Linked DNA regions of Rattus norvegicus: region 1 is linked to region 2. A link is a contact called in public Hi-C data. All regions are on one chromosome and are shown on one strand. Each heading gives the region's core, a stretch centred on a gene start, on an enhancer-like site or on the middle of the called end of the contact. The rest is flanking DNA. Distances are from core to core; before and after follow the strand shown. Region 1 overlaps Adamts12 (ADAM metallopeptidase with thrombospondin type 1 motif, 12). Region 2 has its middle 37 kb from the start of C1qtnf3.

Region 1 (4,047 bases), core at 1,211-3,710, 210 kb after region 2:
GGCTTCTTTCCTACAGAAATCATGAAAATAGGAAGACAAAAAGTCCCCCTTAAAAGTGTCCCACAGGCAGAGTTCCATTAATGGCCCAGCTCAGCAAGAGCCCGGGACAAGACACACCTCTCTCCTTCAATGATGAGAGATCGATTTTGCCACCGAATAACCAACTGGAGCAAGTGAGAGGCTCCTGGTGCACAACTAAGTTTTGCAAATTATTGTGATAAGACGGGGTGGGGGTGGCCAGAAGAAAGGGTGATTGGCATATAGTTAGAACTGTATGTAAAGTGAGTAGAGTAATCCAGCCCATGCTGGCTTCCTGAATGGCTTGACCTCAATGGGGTTTCCTTGGGTTGGATTCTTCACTTCCCACACTACTGAGCAGCTTCCATTTGCTGCCTGGGACTCTCCTAAGAGATTTTAGGGGCCCTCTGAAGGATGGTCCTACCGCTCTCTCTCTCTCTCTCTCTCTCTCTCTCTCTCTCTCTCTCTCTCTCCCTCTGTGTGTGTGTGTGTGTGTATGAGAGAGAGAGAGAGAGAGAGAGAGAGAGAGAGAGAGAGAGAGAGAGAGGCACAGAGTGGGGAACCTGGGGATGAAGGAGTTTTCTGTGCCTAGAGAGAGCAAATGTTATTTTGTGAGCATCCAGAGCCTTTGTTCCTCACCAATGCTCATGAATGGATGGCCTGTCCCATGGGGCTATTCAGAGTTAATGACCAGCCTTCTCTCTTCCTCCTGTGTCACTCCTGCTTGCCCTCTGGCCTGAGTTACTTGGAGTGCAAAGGTCTATTAGGGCATAATTATGTCTGTTCATCCTTGTATCTGTACTGATGAAATTGCTCCTCTATAGCTTGCAAAAAATGCAAAACCTGGCAACAGTTTCTTTTAAAGGGAATGGTCAAACAGTTTTTTATTAGAGAAGGGGTCTTCCTTTAAGGCTGATTGTGGGGCAACTATGCATCCACAAATCACTTTATTTTGCCTCTTTCTTGTCACCTGGCCTCATTGGTGGTACAGCTTTAGCGTTTTAAAGTTGGCCTATGCTACATGAGTGTAGGTTAAGAGACATTAAGCACATCAACCTTATCTAACATATGGGATGCAATCTCTTAGTCCTTTCTGGTGCTCCTTTTTTGTCTGTCACAATGGAGAAGAAATTCTGTTCTCAGGGGCAGAATTGACTTAAAAGTATGATGTCTTTGGATGTATTTAATAATTTCAAATTATTTTCTTCAGTTCTATTAAAGTATAACTGAAAACTGTGTATATTTGAAATATACAAGAGGATGATTTGATATATGTGTGTATTACATTAGTTGCTCTTACTGTCACGTGAGAGTCTGTGTCTTTTCCTTGTTCTTATGTTTATCAATTTTTCTTTTTAACACAAGCTTCATGAAAATGTTTGAAGCTAGAGATTCTCAAGATGGTTCCAGATCCAAGTCCCCACCCTTGAGTTCAGTTTCATCTTGTGAGTTGCTGGGGTAGATACTATCTCCCCATCCTGTTGTTTGCAGTACGAGGTGACTACAGCATAGAATTAGACACACGGACAGCATCAAGAATTGTGCTTTGCAATTTCAAGCCAGACAGGTCCCAGCACGGAGAGATAGGGGACCCCAGTCCCTTCCCTGACCAGGAAGCTCTTTGCAATTGGTAACTACTGCAAATGGCGAACCATTTCTCTCCAGTAGCTTCTCACTGAGTATATCAGCAATGCTCCAGGGCAGACGTCATGCCCAGGAACAGTTGGCCAACCTAAAAGTAACTCCATGCCTGTGCATAGGCTTTTATTTAATTTTGTTGTTTTGGTATTTTAAAAAAATTCTTTTGATGCTTTGTTGTTTGTTTTGATTTTCAGTGTGTGTGTGTGTGTGTGTGTGTGTGTGCTTATGTGTATGTGTGTATGTATCTGAGTATGTGTGTATGTGTATGTATGTATGTATGTATGTATGTATGTATGTATGTGTGCATGTATGTGTATGTGTGTAGTTTTGTTTGTTTTTGGGAGAGGGAGAGAGAGAACACAAAGTTGATTGAGTAAGGAGGTAGAGAGGATCTGGAAGGAGTTGAGGGAGGGAAAACATGATCAAATATATTGTATGAAAATCCTTTTCTTAATGAAAAAAAAAAAGAATTGTGTTTTGGCTTTTAAGAGTTGACTCTGAGGCCAGCCAGTGCTGTTTCAACTGCAACATATCACCCCATTTGGCAGCAGATGAGATCTGGACAGGGTTCAGCAAAGAAACAGGCCAAAGGGCAAAAGGGGTGGCCAGAACTTAATTTAGTCATGAAGGAAAATGGGGGTCAGTTGGGAGCAAGCGGACAGAATATCAGAACTGGCTAGAAATAACTAACTAGCCCACTCTCCCCAGAGGCTATGATAAGGAAGTCAAGCAAGGACAGCCCCAGCATTAACCACGTCCTAAGGCTCAACGTGGAGCAGGAGAGAGGCAGATTCTGCAGTACCACAGTTACTCATTTCCTGGATTCTGAAGCTGTGCCCTTTGCACAACAGGCGCTCAAGCTCTGGGAGGGGTTCACCTACTCCAGCTTCCCAGGACAAACCCTGATCCTAGAGATCACTCTACAGCCCTTGTGCTCTTTCCACCAGCTTCCCTTCTCAGCAGATGCGAGGGAGCATACACTGAGATGCCCTTTAATAGGCTCGGTAGCATGAGCACAAAAGATAAATATGGTATGTGGGAATGGGGGGGTGCAATGGACCAACAGAGTTTGGCTGGTGAGTTTCCTAGAGTTGAAGCATTTGTTTTTAATCAGCCTGGAAGCTGAAGAGGAAGTGAAAAGTTGCCATTGTCTGATGAAAGCTTGCCATGATCTGATGAAAGTTTGTTACAGGGACAAGATGAGGCCATCAAATATCACTCAAATTCCACTTTTGAGATGCTAAAATTCATTAGTGGATTTTTTTTTCAGGCCTCTTTTCAAAATTAGGCTTTTCTTCTTTCAGTTGAGGGTTCTACTTATCCAATGATACATTTTAAGGATTGTTAGAATGGTGGTGTGGGGGTCAGGAATGGCTGCTTTGCATCAGTGGACACCACCTGTGCCTCAGGGTTGTCCCCTCCCTAGGCACTCAGCACTCTGCAGGTTAGCATTTTGCAGTATGTCTCTTTCTCCAGTGCTCTAAGCCCTATTTCCTGTTGGGCTTCAAATTCTTGAGCACCCAAATCTTCTATTCCATGAGTAATCCTCATTTAAAAAAATGGGTTTTTTTTTTGCTTATAACCCATATGTGAAAAACAATTTACATTTATTAGGCCAGTTCATTTATATGAACCTGTATAAGTCAGAAATCTTAACATTATGACTTCCTGAGCTCTGACATTTCCTATTCTGCTTCTTCTATAATTTATTGGTTTTTGATTGAAAAACACACAACTGAAGACTCTTTAAGGCCTTTCGACATTCCAGCCATCTCAATTCTTCTTCTTCCTCTTCCTCTTCTATCATCATCATCATCATCATCATCATCATCATCATCATCATCATCATCATCAAGAAGGGCCTTGTTATGTAGTCTAGGCTGGTCTTGAACATGAAATCTTCCTCCCTCAAGCTCCCAAAGGCTAAGGTTACAAGTGTAAGCCACCACGCCTGACACACAATTGATTCATACAATATCTTTGGATAGCTACTGCTGAAGTTTAATTGCAAACTAGAATCTCTTGTTTCTGCTTTTAAATCCCTGGAACTTGGGTCCTACCACAGAAATGCGAGTTTAACTGTGTGGAGAATAAATGGATCAGGATTTTGAAAAGCTTTCAAGGGGCCCAAGGCTTAGTGACATTTGAGAAGGGCTGTAGAGACTCCTGTGTGCTGGAACCACTTCGGCAGCCGAATATATCTCTTCTCAGGTGTGTGTGCGCATGTGTGTGTGTGTGTGTGTGTGTGTGTGTGTCCCTACAGCCATTGCAAAAATTTGCTCTGGAGTGTGGAAGGACAATTTTCTAACTCCTTCTGGTTACATCACTGCAGACTCTTAACTCCCATCCAAGTTTCATGTTGACTTTTCCCTTGACCCTTAGACCTTG
Region 2 (4,030 bases), core at 1,384-3,883:
TCGGGTTCCTGGCTTGAGCCCCTGCCTGATTTCCTTTGATAATGGACGGTGATGTGGAAATAAATGTAAGCCAAATAAACTCCTCCCCAGAGTCGCTCTTGGTCACAGTATTCATCAAAGCAATAGAAAACAAACTGGAAAACATAGATGGTACACACTGTACTTTTGACAGTTTGCTCTTCCTGTTGGTCCTGATCTGTGAAGTGGAAGGGTAAGGGAAAGAATTTTACCTTGGCATCCCTCCAAACTAAGACGCTGTGACCCTTTAGAGTCAATTTACTACCACCTGTGAACTTGGGCGATAATAACACACAGCCCACATTCGAGGAATCACTGATGCCTTGGAGTGAGAATTTCTGATTTCATTGGAGAGTAGGTTGAGTCACGTGATGTTTTGTTCTGGAAGCTGTCTTATATTTTTCTGAAAACAGACACATTGAAGCTGCCTGGTGAAAGGGCGTGTGGTGTTTTGCTGGAGCAGATGCTGGAGAGGATACGTGATGTTTGGAAAAAGTGTAAGTAGAGCCCAACAGACAGCGGATGATGCTCTTGCATTGCTTTCTTTGCTGATCTTTGCTTGTCGTGACTTTGTAGAGAAAAAAAAAAACCATAAAAGAACTTCTGGCGGTATTCCAGCTGCTCCTTGCCACTTCTGTGGGACTTGTGGCAACTGATGGAGGCTCACGGTTTCTTCTGGATCAAGCTGCTGCACTGATTCACATTTGATGTTTGCAGAGTAGACTGAACTGCTGCTGTTGATTCATGTTTGGTGTTTTCCTAGAGGACTGGACTGCTGCTGATGAGATTTGGAATCACCCGCCAAAGAACTATTTCTAACCATGTCCACAACTCTGCATCCGATTAGCCTTTCTTTTCCCCTACCTCTTGTGGGTGCAGGGCTAGAGGGGAGGTTAAAGCGTTAAAGAACCACTTTTAAAGTAGGTTTTGAAAAATCAAAGCCTATACTGGCTGAACTGGGTTTTATTTCACTTTGTTCATTTTTCTGTTCTATGGTTAGTGCTGTCCCCCAAGCTACATGGGCTTAAATTTGCTGGAAAAAGTTTGATACAGTGAAGGGAAGTGTCAAGTGATTCTGAAATAAAATTTTAGTGTTTTAAAGGTTCTTAATATTATCTTATCTCCTCCTTTTCAAAAAAATGTTCGATTATTTTTGAGTTTAGAACCCCCAAAGCCACAAAACAGTTGAAAACCACTTCCATGGAGAAACATATGGGAAGATGCTTGGAGTCAGCAGAGAAGTATTTCAACCAGGAGAATGAGCTGTGGCCCTGTGGTCCCAGGCGGTGCTGTGCAAGGATATGGCTTATATATTTGTTTAAATATCCACATGTTTCAGTAAGGAGACATCTGCAAGGTGTCCTCTGTTGAAGGTCAATGATTAATCTAGTAATGCCGGCCCAGGGGAAATTCAAATCAAAAGGGAAATGTACAAACAAGTATTCAATCTTTTAAATCTTTGCTATGTAATTTAAGGGAAATATATTGTTACTTAATCTAAATTTAGCCAAGTCCTGAATTGCAGAATGTATTTGCTCAAAAAGGTTTGAGGCCAGGTTTTGACTTTTTTTTTTCAGCTCCTGAAGGCAAACCTGGTGTCATGATAACATCTCTAAGTACTCATTGAACTCTTCAAGAATGGCACCATGGCCGGTTTGCCAAAGACAACTCTCTGACCCTTAATATGCATTTTCCCCTAAAAAACGTTCATGGTCTATCACAGTAAAGTGAGGGTTGCTACTCTAACAGAAGGAGACAATTATAGAAGTGTTTCCTCCTTTGGTCTGAGATGTCTCTCCTCCATCCTCTCCATAGCACCCAATTCTCCACCTTTAAAACATTATTCATTGGGGCTGGAAAGATGGCTCAGCGGTTAAGAGCACTGACTACTCTTCCAGAGGTCCTGAGTTCAAATCCCAGCAACCACATGGTGGCTCACAACCATCTGTAATGGGATCCGATGCCCTCTTCTGGTGTGTCTGAAGGCAGCTACAGTGTACTCATATACAATAAAATAAAATCTTAAAAAAAAAACATTATTCATTAATGTTATGTGTATGTGGGAGTCTGTGTGTGTACTTCTTACAGTTAACCCACAGAAGCCAGAAGAGGACATCAATCTCCTGTAATGGGAGTTACAGGTAGTTATGAGCTAATGTGGGTGCTGGGAACTGAGCCCAGACCCTCTGCAAGAGCAACAAGGGCTCTTAACTACTGGGCCGTCTGTCTCTCAGAGCCCCACTAACTCCCTTTCTCATCTAGACCCTCTAGCCAAACAACCGGGGCGTGGTCACTGTTTTAAGAAGATGCCATTAATAAATGTTCTTGGAGTGATACTGAGATTGGGGAGAGGCTGTAACGTCTTGTGTGTATCCATTAGTTCCTTGGCACAGATTGATTTCTTCATTGTCCTCCTAGATCTCAAAGTCTCAGCCACAGATTTGAGGAACTGAAAGACAAGGAGGAAAAAGGAAGTAATGTAGGTGTAGGGGAAGGGGGTAGAATAGGGAAGCCACTCTGGCTGAGAGAAGGAGGGGAACCACTATGTTCTGAGCAGCTTAAGAGTGTCAGCCTTGGGAAAACAGGCTCAGACTGACAAGGGAGCTGTCACAGGTAGTGGTCAAAGGCAGTCTGACACATGCCTCAAGCTTCCCTGGTATTCCTGCACTTAACAGGGAGTTCACATGTGAAAAACTATTGTTCCTAGGGAGTCCAGCAGAGGGCGCTGTTGCCCAACATAAGCTACACTCAAATTCAAAACCATTTCTCAGTTGGGTAAAACAATGTCCCCTTCCTAGCCCAATGTGTGGAAATTCATCTATTGAGCAGATTGATTTCCCCAGCTCTCTTGTGGGCCGTGATGACTGTTTATGACAGAATCTCTGCTGAGTACATGTTGCGGCAGAATGGATGTCACCACTGTAGCCAAGACTGAAGAGACACCTAGGAGGAGAACACCATTTTACTGTATATAAGATGCACATGAGTCTTGTACACAGGACGCAGGTGAGTCCTGTATTAGGAGGCCCAGTATGCAAACACTTTCACACATGTGAAAGGAAATTTGGAAGTAAGGTCCAGGAACGTTAGAGCGAAGGCTCTACGTTTCAGGAAAACAGAGAATGCACACAAGCAATGGAGGAGCCCTTGAGGGAAAAGTCCTACAGCGAGTCACCTTCACAGTGTCTCTTTCTTTGATTCCAGCCAAAGCCCTTTAGGAAAAAGAGGTTGAACATGCCCAGAACTAAACTACCTACTCCCTTTATGCTACAGCTGCACATACCCAGAACTAAGTTATCTACTATCTTTACACCCCAGTCCTGTATTCTCATGACTGCTCTTGTTCTATTTCAGTCTTCACAACATTCTCCATGAGTTTGGGTTAAATGTGCCCAGCAATATGGTTGGCACCTTTCCTCTCTGAGCCAGGGACCCACGCCAAGCTGGTTCAGCACTGTACATCTTAAACTGAGTATACCTGGGAGTATGCCCCAGTGGTCGTCTCAATTTGCTCCATGTAATTAAGTCTCTGGCTCTGCCCGAGCGTTACTGATACAGATGATGCTTACAGCTCACCATTGGACTGAGCATTCGGGTGCCCCAATGGAGGAGTTAGAGAAATGACTGAGGGAGCTGAAGGGGTTTACAACCCCATAGAAACAACAATATCAACCAACCAGAAACCGCCCCCCACCTCCCAAGAGCTCCCGGGGATTAAACCATACAATCAAAGAGTACACATGGAGGGACACATGGCTCCAACTGCATATGTAGCAGAGGATGGCATTGTCTGGCATAAATAGGAAAGAAGTCCTTGGTCCTGTGAAGGCTCAATTCCCCAGTGTAGGGGAATGGCAGGGTGTTGAGGTGGGAGAGGGTGGGTGGGAGTGGGAGCATCCTCATAGAAGCAGAGGGAGGGGCATGGGAGAAGGGGGAAGGGGATAACATTTGAAATGTAAATATGTAAAATATCCAATAAAAAATATAAAAAGATTAACCCTTCTCCATGTTC

Evidence for each region. Hi-C and Micro-C count contacts between places; a contact is called where the count stands out from the background.
Region 1: a Hi-C map of liver shows a contact between it and region 2, with 2.9 times the contacts expected there. The contact joins two enhancer-like sites. A contact is called at or near these places in 2 of 12 Hi-C or Micro-C datasets (kidney and liver).

What each region holds. Positions count from the first base shown.
Region 1 is chr2:61,811,476-61,815,522 of GRCr8, forward strand. All of the region lies in intron 2 of Adamts12 (ADAM metallopeptidase with thrombospondin type 1 motif, 12), which reads left to right. Among named protein-coding and RNA genes, the nearest start is that of Adamts12, 54 kb to the left of the region's middle. Within about 2 kb of position 2,461, at least 13 of the 93 cell types and tissues checked have an H3K27ac peak or open chromatin away from gene starts, as enhancers often do. A contact at or near this core is called in liver, where this site is marked.
Region 2 is chr2:61,605,393-61,609,422 of GRCr8, forward strand. No RefSeq gene overlaps it. Among named protein-coding and RNA genes, the nearest start is that of C1qtnf3, 37 kb to the right of the region's middle. Within about 2 kb of position 2,634, at least 7 of the 93 cell types and tissues checked have an H3K27ac peak or open chromatin away from gene starts, as enhancers often do. A contact at or near this core is called in liver, where this site is marked.